Regions from separate parts of the Zea mays genome. Here regions 2, 3 and 4 are each linked to region 1. Evidence: chromatin contacts called from public Hi-C data. All regions are on one chromosome and are shown on one strand. The core of a region is the stretch at or near the end of the contact, and the rest is flanking DNA. Distances in the headings are between cores, read along the strand shown.

The links. Hi-C and Micro-C count contacts between places; a contact is called where the count stands out from the background.
Region 2: a contact with region 1 is called in a Hi-C map of leaf mesophyll, with 2.3 times the contacts expected there. The contact joins the promoter of LOC100274680 here to the enhancer-like site in region 1. A contact is called at or near these places in 2 of 25 Hi-C or Micro-C datasets (leaf and leaf mesophyll).
Region 3: a Hi-C map of ear shows a contact between it and region 1, with 4 times the contacts expected there. The contact joins two enhancer-like sites. A contact is called at or near these places in 3 of 25 Hi-C or Micro-C datasets (ear, leaf and tassel).
Region 4: a Hi-C map of leaf shows a contact between it and region 1, with 8 times the contacts expected there. The contact joins two enhancer-like sites. A contact is called at or near these places in 6 of 25 Hi-C or Micro-C datasets (ear, leaf and tassel).

The regions. Positions count from the first base shown.
Region 1 is chr4:53,389,401-53,392,332 of Zm-B73-REFERENCE-NAM-5.0, forward strand. No RefSeq gene overlaps it. Among protein-coding and RNA genes, the nearest start is that of LOC103653257, 51 kb to the left of the region's middle. Within about 2 kb of position 1,376, at least 14 of the 20 cell types and tissues checked have an H3K27ac peak or open chromatin away from gene starts, as enhancers often do. A contact at or near this core is called in ear, leaf, leaf mesophyll and 1 more, where this site is marked.
Region 2 is chr4:53,784,684-53,787,552 of Zm-B73-REFERENCE-NAM-5.0, forward strand. It overlaps LOC100274680, which reads right to left and starts at 1,313. Exons shown (of 10, transcript NM_001148999.2): 1 at 1,175-1,313; 2 at 835-866. The coding sequence starts at 1,254.
Region 3 is chr4:53,653,334-53,656,218 of Zm-B73-REFERENCE-NAM-5.0, forward strand. No RefSeq gene overlaps it. Among protein-coding and RNA genes, the nearest start is that of LOC100283148, 63 kb to the right of the region's middle. Within about 2 kb of position 1,323, at least 17 of the 20 cell types and tissues checked have an H3K27ac peak or open chromatin away from gene starts, as enhancers often do. A contact at or near this core is called in ear, leaf and tassel, where this site is marked.
Region 4 is chr4:53,767,160-53,770,021 of Zm-B73-REFERENCE-NAM-5.0, forward strand. LOC100274680 reads right to left here. Exons shown (of 10, transcript NM_001148999.2): 10 at 2,080-2,862. The coding sequence ends at 2,489. Among protein-coding and RNA genes, the nearest start is that of LOC100274680, 17 kb to the right of the region's middle. Within about 2 kb of position 1,377, at least 18 of the 20 cell types and tissues checked have an H3K27ac peak or open chromatin away from gene starts, as enhancers often do. A contact at or near this core is called in ear, leaf and tassel, where this site is marked.

The sequences.
Region 1 (2,932 bases), core at 126-2,625:
TTTTAGGGCTATAACACTGAATAAAAGTTGCTCTCCTATAGTTACTCTTCAAGTTTGTCATAGCAAGAGTTTACCAAAAGCCCACAGTTTAAATGTTACAGAGGTCCAAAAACAGCTAAACCAAACTGTTTTGGGCTGAATCCAATTTGAGCAAATATGAAGTTTTGCAAATTACTCCAAATCTTTCCACACAACATGGAAATCTCTAAATAAGAAAGTTGTTCACTTTTCCAAGGTCTACAACGTCGGTACTTTGAATACCAAATTCTCACTGGATTTTGAATTCCACTTTTGGGGCTAGTTGAGTTTTAACTATGACTACTTCTCCAAACCACTTCTCAACTTCGATCCACCTCTAAAAGAAAAATTATTCTTTTACCTAAGATCTAACTTTATTATATAGAGCTTATGTCCAAATTATCCTTGTTTTTGGAGTTGCTTTGTTTATCCACCCCTTCCAAGCAAAGCTCAATATAGGGTTTAAAGTTGATCTAGCTCCTCAAGTGACTCTTCCACTCGATGTACATTCCAAAGTGAAGTTGCTCTAGGTTCAAGACTTGCTTTTAGAATTTAAGACTCCAAGTCAACTTGTCAATTCCTTAAGAGATGATCCTCACTAGCTTAACTCATGCAAGGTTCTCTACCTAAGTCCTATACTCAATACAAAACATCACACTTTTGGAATGAAAATTTTGACCTAGTGAATGCACTCTAGGTATAACAAGGAAGTTAATGCAAATGCTTATGATGACATGTTAGAGTTTTAGTTATCGTAACATCAAAGGTGTTACACCAGCCATGCTGCACCAGCACATTCGCGAGCAAGGCCGCCACATCCCCCTACAACTGCGAGATCTGCGGGCGCGCGTCGCTTGACCCCTTCCGCTTCTGCTCCCTCAGATGCAAGGTGCTTTTCATCTTCTAGCCACCCACCCATCCCTCCGGCATTATTCGTTCACTGAATTCCCCAGTACAATGGTTGCCCTGCCCACACAAGAACACCAAAAGATTGCGCCTTTTTTGGCGGACCGACGATTCTTACTTTCGTTCTTGAAAGAAAAAGAAGAAAGAAATAAAAATGGCATGGAAGAATCAAGGAATCGCAATGCCATGGAATTAGTTACGTTTAATTTATCACCCTGCCCCCTGACTTGTGCATTGCTTTTAATTCGCACGGTTGGTGGACACCAAGAAGAGCTACGACCACACGACTGCTAGTGCCGCGGACACCAACGGTGATGGCGCGACCAATGACAATGACGAGGTGGCATTGGCCGGTGGGAGCAAGAACTGGCTCGGGGCGCGGCTACAGGGCTGACGGCGGAAGGGGACCCCACACGGCGCGCCATTCTAGTCCTGACCTACGTCTACCGGGCGACAATGACAATGGATGGGTCAATGACATCTAGACCATGGAGGCAATTAATGGAAGAGAGGGGAATGGAGGGGACAATCATCGTCTCCTCCGCGCTGGCATGTTTGCCCGCCCGACTTCTTTATTTGGTTCGGTATATATATATATATATATTAAAAAAACAAAGAAGAGAAAAAAATATTGTCCGCCCAACTAGAAAGGAAGGAAGATTATAGATAAATAGATAGAAAAAAGCAAGCTGAGCTGGGCAGCCGCGCGCATCCCAACCACGTGAGGGAGTCACCCGGGGCTGCGCGCTCGCTGGACTTGTGTCTGTCCCCATACCCCCTCTCTCTTTCTCCACCATACCATGCCATGTCATGGCACCATTTGGTACGGTAGGTGTGCATGACGATAATCTCCTCTCCTCCTGGTCATCATATGCACAGATGATGCTGTTAAACTTCAATTAGCAGGGCATGGGTTTTCCATTGGTTGCTTGACAGTGATTAGTACTACTGATGATCTTCTCTTTTTTCTGTTGCTACATTAGTAATGTACTACACTTGTGTTGTTTGTTTTTCTCGGTGCACATTGCGTTTGTCGATATAAAATTATTCCAAGGGTGTAGGATATAAGGAAGAAGGGATACCAAAGGAAGACAAATGATTGTGTTTTTGTTTGTTTACTTCTTGCCTGTCCGCCAGCTTCTCTATTGGTGTATGCTAGATGGAAGGTGCATGATTTGTTTCAGCTTGCTAATTAGCTAATAAAGTAATAATGGTTGCTTAGCTTGGTGGGAGTGTACTCTATGTTGTTAGCTCAAGTATTTATTTGCTACCCTCACTACCGGAATCGGGCGCTTTGCCGCCTGAAAAACACTCGACAAACACTTTGCCCAGCGTGACACTCGGCAAAGAGAGCTCGACGAACAGTACATCGGCAACGGCTTCTTTGTCGAGTACTTTTTATCGGGCACTCGGCACTCGGCAAAGAAAAATCGCCATCACGGCGACTGGTAACGGAGACGGCGCCTTTGCCGAGTGTCACCTAATACACTCGGCAAAGAGTTTACCTCTTTGCCGAGTGTCCACCAGCCTACACTCGGCAAAGGGGCCACCAGCGGGGCCCTTTGTTAGTTTCTTTGCCGAGTGCGCTAGGAGGTAATCGACAAAACTTGCTTCTTTGTCGAGTGTTAGTGTCACAACACTCGGCAAAGAAGCTTTACCGGTGCCCAGGTGTTTCTTCTCTGTCGAGTGCTATGACCCTAACACTCGGCAAAGTGACCAGTATACATCTTTTTTATTTGTTTTTGCTATTCCATCCAAACAAACAAAAGACATCACATATACATCATAGATATCACATAATCATCACAGATATCATATATACATCACGTATCTCACAAACACCATAAATCAAACAAGTTCTCACAGCATTACCAACATATTCGGACACAAACATAAGTATCCAACACTCAAGAACATAAGCCTCAAGTATCTCACAAAGCATTACAACATCTAACAAGTTCAGACCGGGTTATCTCACAAAGTATGAACAACACTAAGAAAGATAATA
Region 2 (2,869 bases), core at 63-2,562, 400 kb after region 1:
AGATGGCCTAAACTCCCTCATTATGCTGGGCGCTTGGATTTTGTGGAATCATCGGAACAGATGCATCTTTGATGGCCTTTCCCCTAATGTTGCTAATTTCCTAATCCATGTGGGGGATGAGCGCCGTCTGTGGGAGACTGCCGGGGCCAAGGGGTTGACATCCCTTGTTGCCTCCCTCTCTCATGTAGCCTAGAGTTTTATAGATGAGTCAGTCTATGCTAGTTTCGTTCAGGCCGCCGTAAGGCGTCAGTTGTACCCCGGTTTATTTTAGACCTTGTTTATTTCTTCTTTTAATAGAATGATACGCAGCTCTCCTGCATGTTCGAGAAAAAAAAACTTTAGTCAGGAGAACCAAACACCCCCTAATAACTTGTCTCATTGCATCAATACCTTGACATTGTATCTGCTTGGTTGTACTATACAAGACCACTCAATGTACATACAAATCATTGGGATTCTGGGAAACAGTAAGCAGTGTAGAAAGGTAACAGGTAATCACACAGAAATGTGTCTAGGCTTCCAAACTTTCAAAAGGAAAGAAGAGAGCAGTGAAAGGAATGTTATTCCTTTGTGGCTTTGTCCTTCGAGGAGGAAGGTTCTTTTTCGAACCGCACAGCAAGGGGTATAGCTTCGTGTAATAACTTGGCGCCTTGCATTAATACCCTGGCATTCTATCTACTTTTCTACACCACAAGACCACTCCATGAACATGCAGGTCACCGCGGGAGAGAGCAGCAAGCAAAAAGTGTAGAAAGGCCCAAGGTAAAGACAGAGATGTGTAAGCAACGCAAGTGTAAAAAGAAAGGCCGAGGGTAAGCAGATAGAGATATGTACCTTCGGAATCCCATGAGATTGCCACAGCGGGCCTGCACGATGGCAAAGAAAACAAAGCTCAAACACATAAAAAGCCGAAGAAATCTATATTTGCCATGACAGCAAACACAACAACGGCGACACAGCGGTTTCTGGTCTAGCGGGGGAATCCTATCACGGCAAACAACAACTGCACGAACTTTTTCGCATCTAATGGCTGAATAAGTAAAAAAACTACTACAATCGTGCACCCTCATAGCGAATTTCACCAGAGAAAAAGGTAAGCAACTGAACAGTAAAATCCCCGTCCAGGGGGGGGGGGGGGGGGGGGGGGGGGGGGGGGGGGTGGGCAACAACGAACTTGAGACGGAGATCCCCGTCCAGTAGATCGGAGGCATCGGGTCCTAAAGGAACCGGAGGCGAAGCGGCGGCGGCGGCCATCAAACGATTCCAATCTTACAACCGGTAGCCGTCGGTTGGGCGAGGGTGGATGACAGGATGAGGGAAGGTTGGGCGGAAGGGTCAGACTTCAGAGAAAGTCATTATGTCCGATGAAGCTCTGCTGTGTGGACCCACGGTTAACCATCTCGTTTATCCCGATTTCCCGCTTCCTATCCAGAAAAAAAAACGAAAACTGCTGAACGGTTTGGGCTTTCAAATTTAAAAAAAAAAATCCGTCAAAACGCGCCTATATCGAGCGTTTTCGGTTAAACCTTGTTTATTTTTGAAAAATAAAAAATGACATAATTTGTTTGTAATCGGTTGATTGTATGATGCACACTGAATAATAATAGATTCACACAACATTTGATCACTAAAATCGCATACACCTTACATATGCAAATTTGAATTCATATAAAGTTTTTGCACAACACATAATTCCACATATGTCGAATGATGAAGTATCCACGTATTCAGATTGAGCCATAATATTCAAGCATGCTAGAAGCATTCGGGTATAGCCTCATTCAATATACAATGATCATATACAAAGATATGAAATATAATCAGCAAAAAAACATGAATGACATTTGTTGGGGTGAAGGCTAAACATGACCTCGATCAACGACACGAAGGCTCGACCCCTCGATCAACGACACGAAGGCTCGACCCCTTATTTTAACTAACCATACTTGTACAAGATCACGGGCGACCGGGGCCTACGCTATGTAGCAACTTCGACGAGGCCTTCGACTTAGCACCTAATGATCGATTGTAACCCAAAATCCTATTTTTGGATTTATAAGAGTTATCCAAAAGATTAAGAATTAAAGTGAGTCCTAATAAGGGTTCCTCATTTTTTTAATTTATCTTCTCTTGAAGTGAATAGATGGCGATACAAAAAATGTTGTTAGAGATAGACCCTAAAAATTTTAAAACTAGAGGTTAATTTCTCAATACAGGAAAAAAAAAACATAATACGAGGAAGTCTTCAACCCATTTGCTAACATGAAGAATTCTCTCTCATGAGCTAAATAATTAAAAATATTTTAAAAACATTTTAATTAATGTAACCCTTGATAAAAGTCATATGCTAAGGTCCTCTAAAAGTAGATAAGAATGGGATATTCATTTTGAATTAATTTACAATTGTAGCCCACACACAAAATACTATATTCCTATAAAGAATAGTGTATGTGTTCCATAGTTTAAACATTTGCTTAAATGAATAATTAACCTAGAAAATAAACATGACTTGCATATCATGTTGGGTTCTTTATATGTTGCATATAATCTGGATATTTTTTGAATCAACTCATATTTACATTGGAATTTCAGAATTTGAAAAGTAAGAAAATCAGGAAATAGAAATAAGAAAAAAGAATGAACTAAGCTGATTCGGCCCAAGTTCCTCATCTCGGCCCAGTTCAAGTCACCACCCGCGAGGCCCACTATTCCCCCACCGTCCCTACCTTCTTCCACTGCCACGTGGGGCCCGCTGGATAGCCGCTCGGTCAGCTTCTCTGTCGCCCGCACGCGCATCATCACCTGGGCCACTGCTGGTGCTGGCTCGCTGGTCAGTCCTATGTGTACATTCGGACCGCCCAACCCGGCC
Region 3 (2,885 bases), core at 73-2,572, 260 kb after region 1:
CAAATACTACTTCCTATATATAGATTATATATATACTCTAATCTTGTTGCTCATTGCCTTCTTCACTGGCTTCTTCACCTTCAACCTGCACCTCTGTAAAGCTCAAAATTTGTATAAAACAGTATAAATAAATAAATATAATTATTTTAGTGCTTTGGGAATTTATGAAACCTTTGGAGATTATTAACCAATAAATAAATAAAAAAATGTGCATATCATGCCGATGATTTTGTTAAATATAAGACAGAAATGAGAAAAGTAATTTGTAATAAAGTCATGTATGGCTAGAATTAAATAATGGGAAGGAGAATAAATAATAAAATTGAAAATAGTAGGATTTATATTCACATTTGGATTATATTTGAGATTGTTGATCTGAAATTCATAACAAAATTTGAATTTGGCTTGAACATTTGAATTTGGAAAAGAAAGATAATGGAAAAGGAAAAATAGAAATAAGAAAAAGAAAATAAAAACATAAAACCCCACCTTGGGCCGAATCCCGCTCGGCCGGCCCACCATCACCCCAAATTCATCCCACGTGGCCCATCTTCCCCATGCGCTCGTGCCTGCTGACGGATGGACCCCACTGATCTGTGTGACACGGCGTGCCTGCGTGGGAAAACTTTGACACTGTCGTGCGGACCCTGCGGAACAGCCACACCGTGTGACGCGTTCGCTTCCACGTGGGACCGAGGCTCAGGGGCGCTTCCCGTTTACTTGAGACACTGATTTGTGGACCCATGGCTCCAGTACCGTCTTCCCCTCGTCGCGCAACGACCTCAACTGAACCACCGACATAGCCGACTTGGCCGAGACCTGTTGGGACCCACTGTGGCCATCCTGGGTCGGACTCCCCTGCTCCCTATATAGGCCGCCCGAATCGCTGTCAGGTCCTTCAACCATCTTGGTCAATCTTGCCATCGCCGAGCGCGCTGAGGGAGAAGGGGGCCGTCACAGTCGGAATTGAATTTGGCTGCAGCGTAGGCCTTCGATCGGGACGGGTAGCTTCACCAAGCTTCACAGATCACGAATGTTGCTTTTCCTGGGGGATTACGCTCCGGGCCATCGGGAATTGATCGCTGGAGCAAACAATCGGCCGCAGATCCGCTGCTCGCCGTGAACCATCCCCATCGCGACGCCATCACCGGTAAGATCACTTTATTGTCGCCCGCCTTGTCTTTCTCGAAGTGTAGCACCCATAAGTTCGCGGGTTGGGCTTTGGGGCGCCGGTCATGGCCTCGCGGGCGCACCTCTACCTTATACAGCGGCGGCGCCACCGCTCAGTCGGTGTCAGGGGGGAAGAAGAAGGGTTGGCCGTCGGATCGGCGATGGATGGATGAGATTATAACATCGTGTACCCCTTCACACGATCAGATCTAGGCCGTAGATTTGTGATCGAATGGACGAAAGTCGATATTGGTTGTTTTAAATCTAGACCGTGGATCTTCAATCCGATGGAGCACTGTGCGTACCGATTCATTAAGTGAGCAGATCTAGTCAGGGGCGTCCACTCGTGATCGGACAGCTCTCGGCAATGGGATACCCCTTGGACCTAGAGGATTACATATGGCACCCTGATCTTTTAATATATCAACCCGCTGTACACCATAGTGTGAGTTCCATTACAGATTAGTCCAACTTTTCACGGTTTTAACCCTGAGCTTCTCGCGAATAGTGGCCGCAGTCCAGAGATTAAATAAACCGAATAAATTAATAAAGAAAAGGATTTTTAGTATAAAAATAATTCCAGAAACTTGTTTAATTCATACTTAATTCAATTTAACTCCTTTTTGATCCATTCCAGTTGCATTAATCTCATATTAATATTGTTTATCATCTAGTAACTTTGTATTACCATGAAAACTATAATTAAAATCTTGTACCCCCTTTGTTTTATAGTAAACACCTAAACCTTCGGAAAATCATAACTTTATAACCGTAACTCCGAATTTAGTAGTTCTCGAACCCAGGATCTAGTTACGCTGCGTAGAACATTATTATGCAGTTTCTTCTTATGTTTGGTGTGATGTTAATTTTGCCTTTACCATGTTTGTTGGTATTGCCTACGATTAGCAGCGAGGTTACGAGTCCCTTGAAGACCAAGCTGGTACCTGGGAATCTCAAGTCTAAGGCAAGTTGTGCACTTGATCCCTTTTCTAAACCTAATAGTGTTCCTGTTAATCACTCTGACATGCTTAGATTAATTTTATGGGACCTAATAGGTTTCCATAGACTTGTTTATCCCACACCTTGGTTACCACTGAACTTTTGGGTAGTTTTGCTATTGCTCTACCTGGTTTTGGGATTAATATTACATTATGATCATATGATCATGTTCAAGTTATGTTGTTGTCTTAATTATTGTTCATGACAAGATTATTATGTTAATTGGAATATGGAGCTTAACTTGAGATATCCGTGCTATCCCAAGGGTCGAATGGGACGCCCTTGGCTGACTAATTAGGAAAGCTAGTGGAGGACTACCTTACCCGAAAGGGGCAAGGGTGGTAGAGGAGCTACGTATAGGGAGGTTCTCGGGTCGATAATGTTGTGATGGCTTTTCGGACGAGGGATTCCTGTTGCCCTTCTTAGAAATTGTAGCGGGTTTTCTAAAGCTAGTTGAACTTTGTAAAGGCCTCGTAGTGCTACCCTGTCTCGCCTCCTTGGTAGAGATGTGTGGGATCCGTACAACCCTATGGAAATTGGGTAACATGACTTGTGGGTAAAGGGCGCAACCTCTGCATAGTGTAAAACTAGTATACAAGATGTGCTCACGGTCAAGAGCGACTCAAGGCTCTCGCATGATTAATTTATGGAACTAAACTTAATCTGGCATATGCATTGCATTACGGGTGTTATTATCAATTGTGATCTCTTACTTA
Region 4 (2,862 bases), core at 127-2,626, 380 kb after region 1:
ATATCTATATGTCCATGCATATGGTATTCATATCCATGTGGTATGAAAAAATATAAACAGAAAGACAATCATACTGTCACACAAGCGTTTGTGCGGGTTCTTTCACCTTTAGCCTTCTATTCAAATAAGAAGTTGTGCTAGCACTTGATCAGATGTAGATTCAGATGCTGCATTCAATGGATTGAATTAGATAAATGCACATAAAAGTAATATAGAAAAGTTAATACTTTTTTATTTAACACATGACTTGGTTAAATACACGTGTTTCAATTATTTGAGCAAGAACTATTTACCATTATTATATAGTTCTATTAGAGATGACATCAACTCACTCCCTTATAAATAGTCTGCTATGATTTGCTTATGTGCAACTTATACAAGTGACTATATGTTCACATGTTCCAAGTTTCTAGAGAATAAAAAACACTTACTAATTGATTTCCGCATATATAGTCTGCTACAATGTCATTTATTAGAACTAAAGAGCTTAATCCTTGCAAGAAGTAGAACTAAAAACCTCAACTGTTGCTTCCACCTGTATATGTGGAAACTGATCCTATCAGGAAGAATAAAAATATATTCCATAAAGTGCATATATATATGTATAACATAACAAAGGAATTTATTAAAAATGGCTAATAGTTGAACTATTAGTTAAGGTGTTTGGATGTCTTTAACTAATTTTAGTCACTAACTATTAGCTCTAGTATATTGAAACATCCCATAAATATCTTATCAATTGTTATCTAGAGGGATTTCTCACCCGGGAAAAGGAAGGGGATCCAAAGGAATTTGGATTCCTAAACTAGCCGTGAGCGTGAGTGACTGTCTCAATGAGATAGATAGAGATAGACTGACAGACAGATGGAGGGTTTGTTAAGGCGTTACCAGGGGGTCGAAAATATGTGCACTGCATCAAGCATGTAAATACGCCGATCGATCGTGTGGATGCACCTCCGCGTTTGCATGTTTAGTTAGGATTCCAATAATGTCCAAGCGCATCAAGCTGCAACTAGGAAAATACAACAGTATATAGTGCCGTTTTCATCAGGGTAAGCGCACTGCAGTGCGCCTAGTCCGGTCTCAGCTCTAGCTATCTGCCAACACAAAACTGCGTGCCCGGACTCATGTTTTCTTGCTCCAGATGCAGTGAATGCCTAATTCGCATTAACCACACCTCTCTACCAGATGCGGAGCCATCAACGTACTCAAGATCTGCTTGTCTTTTTATTCACGGAAGCTTGCGCACGCAATCACACTCACAGGTTAAAACCTTTCCCGGATACATCCAAACGATGTCCCGGATCGATCGAGTCAGTCCAGAATAGGAACATGCTGTACAGAGCCCACCCGGCCGTCTCTCTCGCTCGAAAGCCGGTGCTGCCTCTGTCAGATGCTGCTGTCGAATCCATCCATCGCGTCAGCAACGCAGGCAGGCAGCAGCACAGCAAACGTGATGTGGCCGTCGACAGCGCCATGCTTCGCCTACGTGAGATGAACGAACGCATGCATATGCCGGCTTTCCCTTCTACTTCTTCCAGGTTCAGTGCTTGCCTATTGCCGATGAACACGACAGATTGGCGATTACATACCATGGGCGGCAGGCAACAGTCCCGGGGCATCTTGTCTTGTCTCTACCGGTTTTGCCTGCCTTGCTGATACAAACGGCACGCCACAGTTTCAAGAGGGGGGCACAAGCAACGGCTCATGCCTACCACAGAGCATACTGTTTGTTCGCTCCAATCAACAGCATAGACAGCTTGCGTCTGAAAGTACACTCCAGTTACAGCACGGCATTGCTTGGAGCTGGACATGATTCTGTTTTGGAACCCAACAACACACTGTACCTTCCTGACTGGGACCATGATGTTGTTGCATTGCACGCCTCCAACGCTCCATCCAGGACGGACAAACTTCAGTCTTTCTTGCTGCCATACCCCATTCAGCTGGGACACCTCTCACTGTCCAGCAGATTTTCAACTCGCCCAATCTCACATGCATCTTAGATGAGCTCGCACAAAGACAGCACACGTAGGTGGTACAATCAACAACTTAAACTAGATCAAACGACATTACAGCTTTCTTTCCCACATTGTGTTTTTTTCCTTATTTGATTATTTCTCCTTGTACAGGTCTAGATACAACAACAACAATATAGCCTTTTTACTTTTAAATCAGACTAGAGTACAAACCTAACAGTTACAATTACAACTTACAACAACAACAACAAAACCTTTTAATCCCAGGATAGGCTAGAGTTAAAATCCAACATCAACAGAACATTTTACTTCTAAGGTAAGCTAGAGCTGAAACCGAACAAAAACCACAAATCAAGGTTCAGACACATGGTTAGCTATTTTCCACTGGCCCCTATTTAAAGCTAAATCTTTGAGTATATTAGACACAACAGCTTTTTTTTCTTTGAACTGACAACTTTCACCTCAAACCCCCACTAGTTAGCAACCAACCTTTCCTCAGGCTGCAACCATCATCCCCAGAAACCTGGGCCAAAACCATATGGTGGCCTCTGCACCATCCTATTGTCGATGTACTGCACTTGCTGAGCACCATTGATACCGAATGGGTGAAACCCATTCACCATGGGGTGGTAGACAGCTGGAGGACCGAAGAAAGCCTGGCCTTGATGCTGCAGCTCAATACCAGGATTGAAATGAAGGAAATTACCCTGTCCTTGACCTACCAATCCCTGATGAGAATGAGGATGAGGATAGGCTGGATGCATAAGTGGTTGTGGCAACCCATAACTAAAAGCAGAAGGGCTGATCAGGTGCTCAGGTATATGCGCAAACCGATCAACAATTGGCTGGCTGGGCCAATGTGCTTGGGGGATAAAAACAGAGC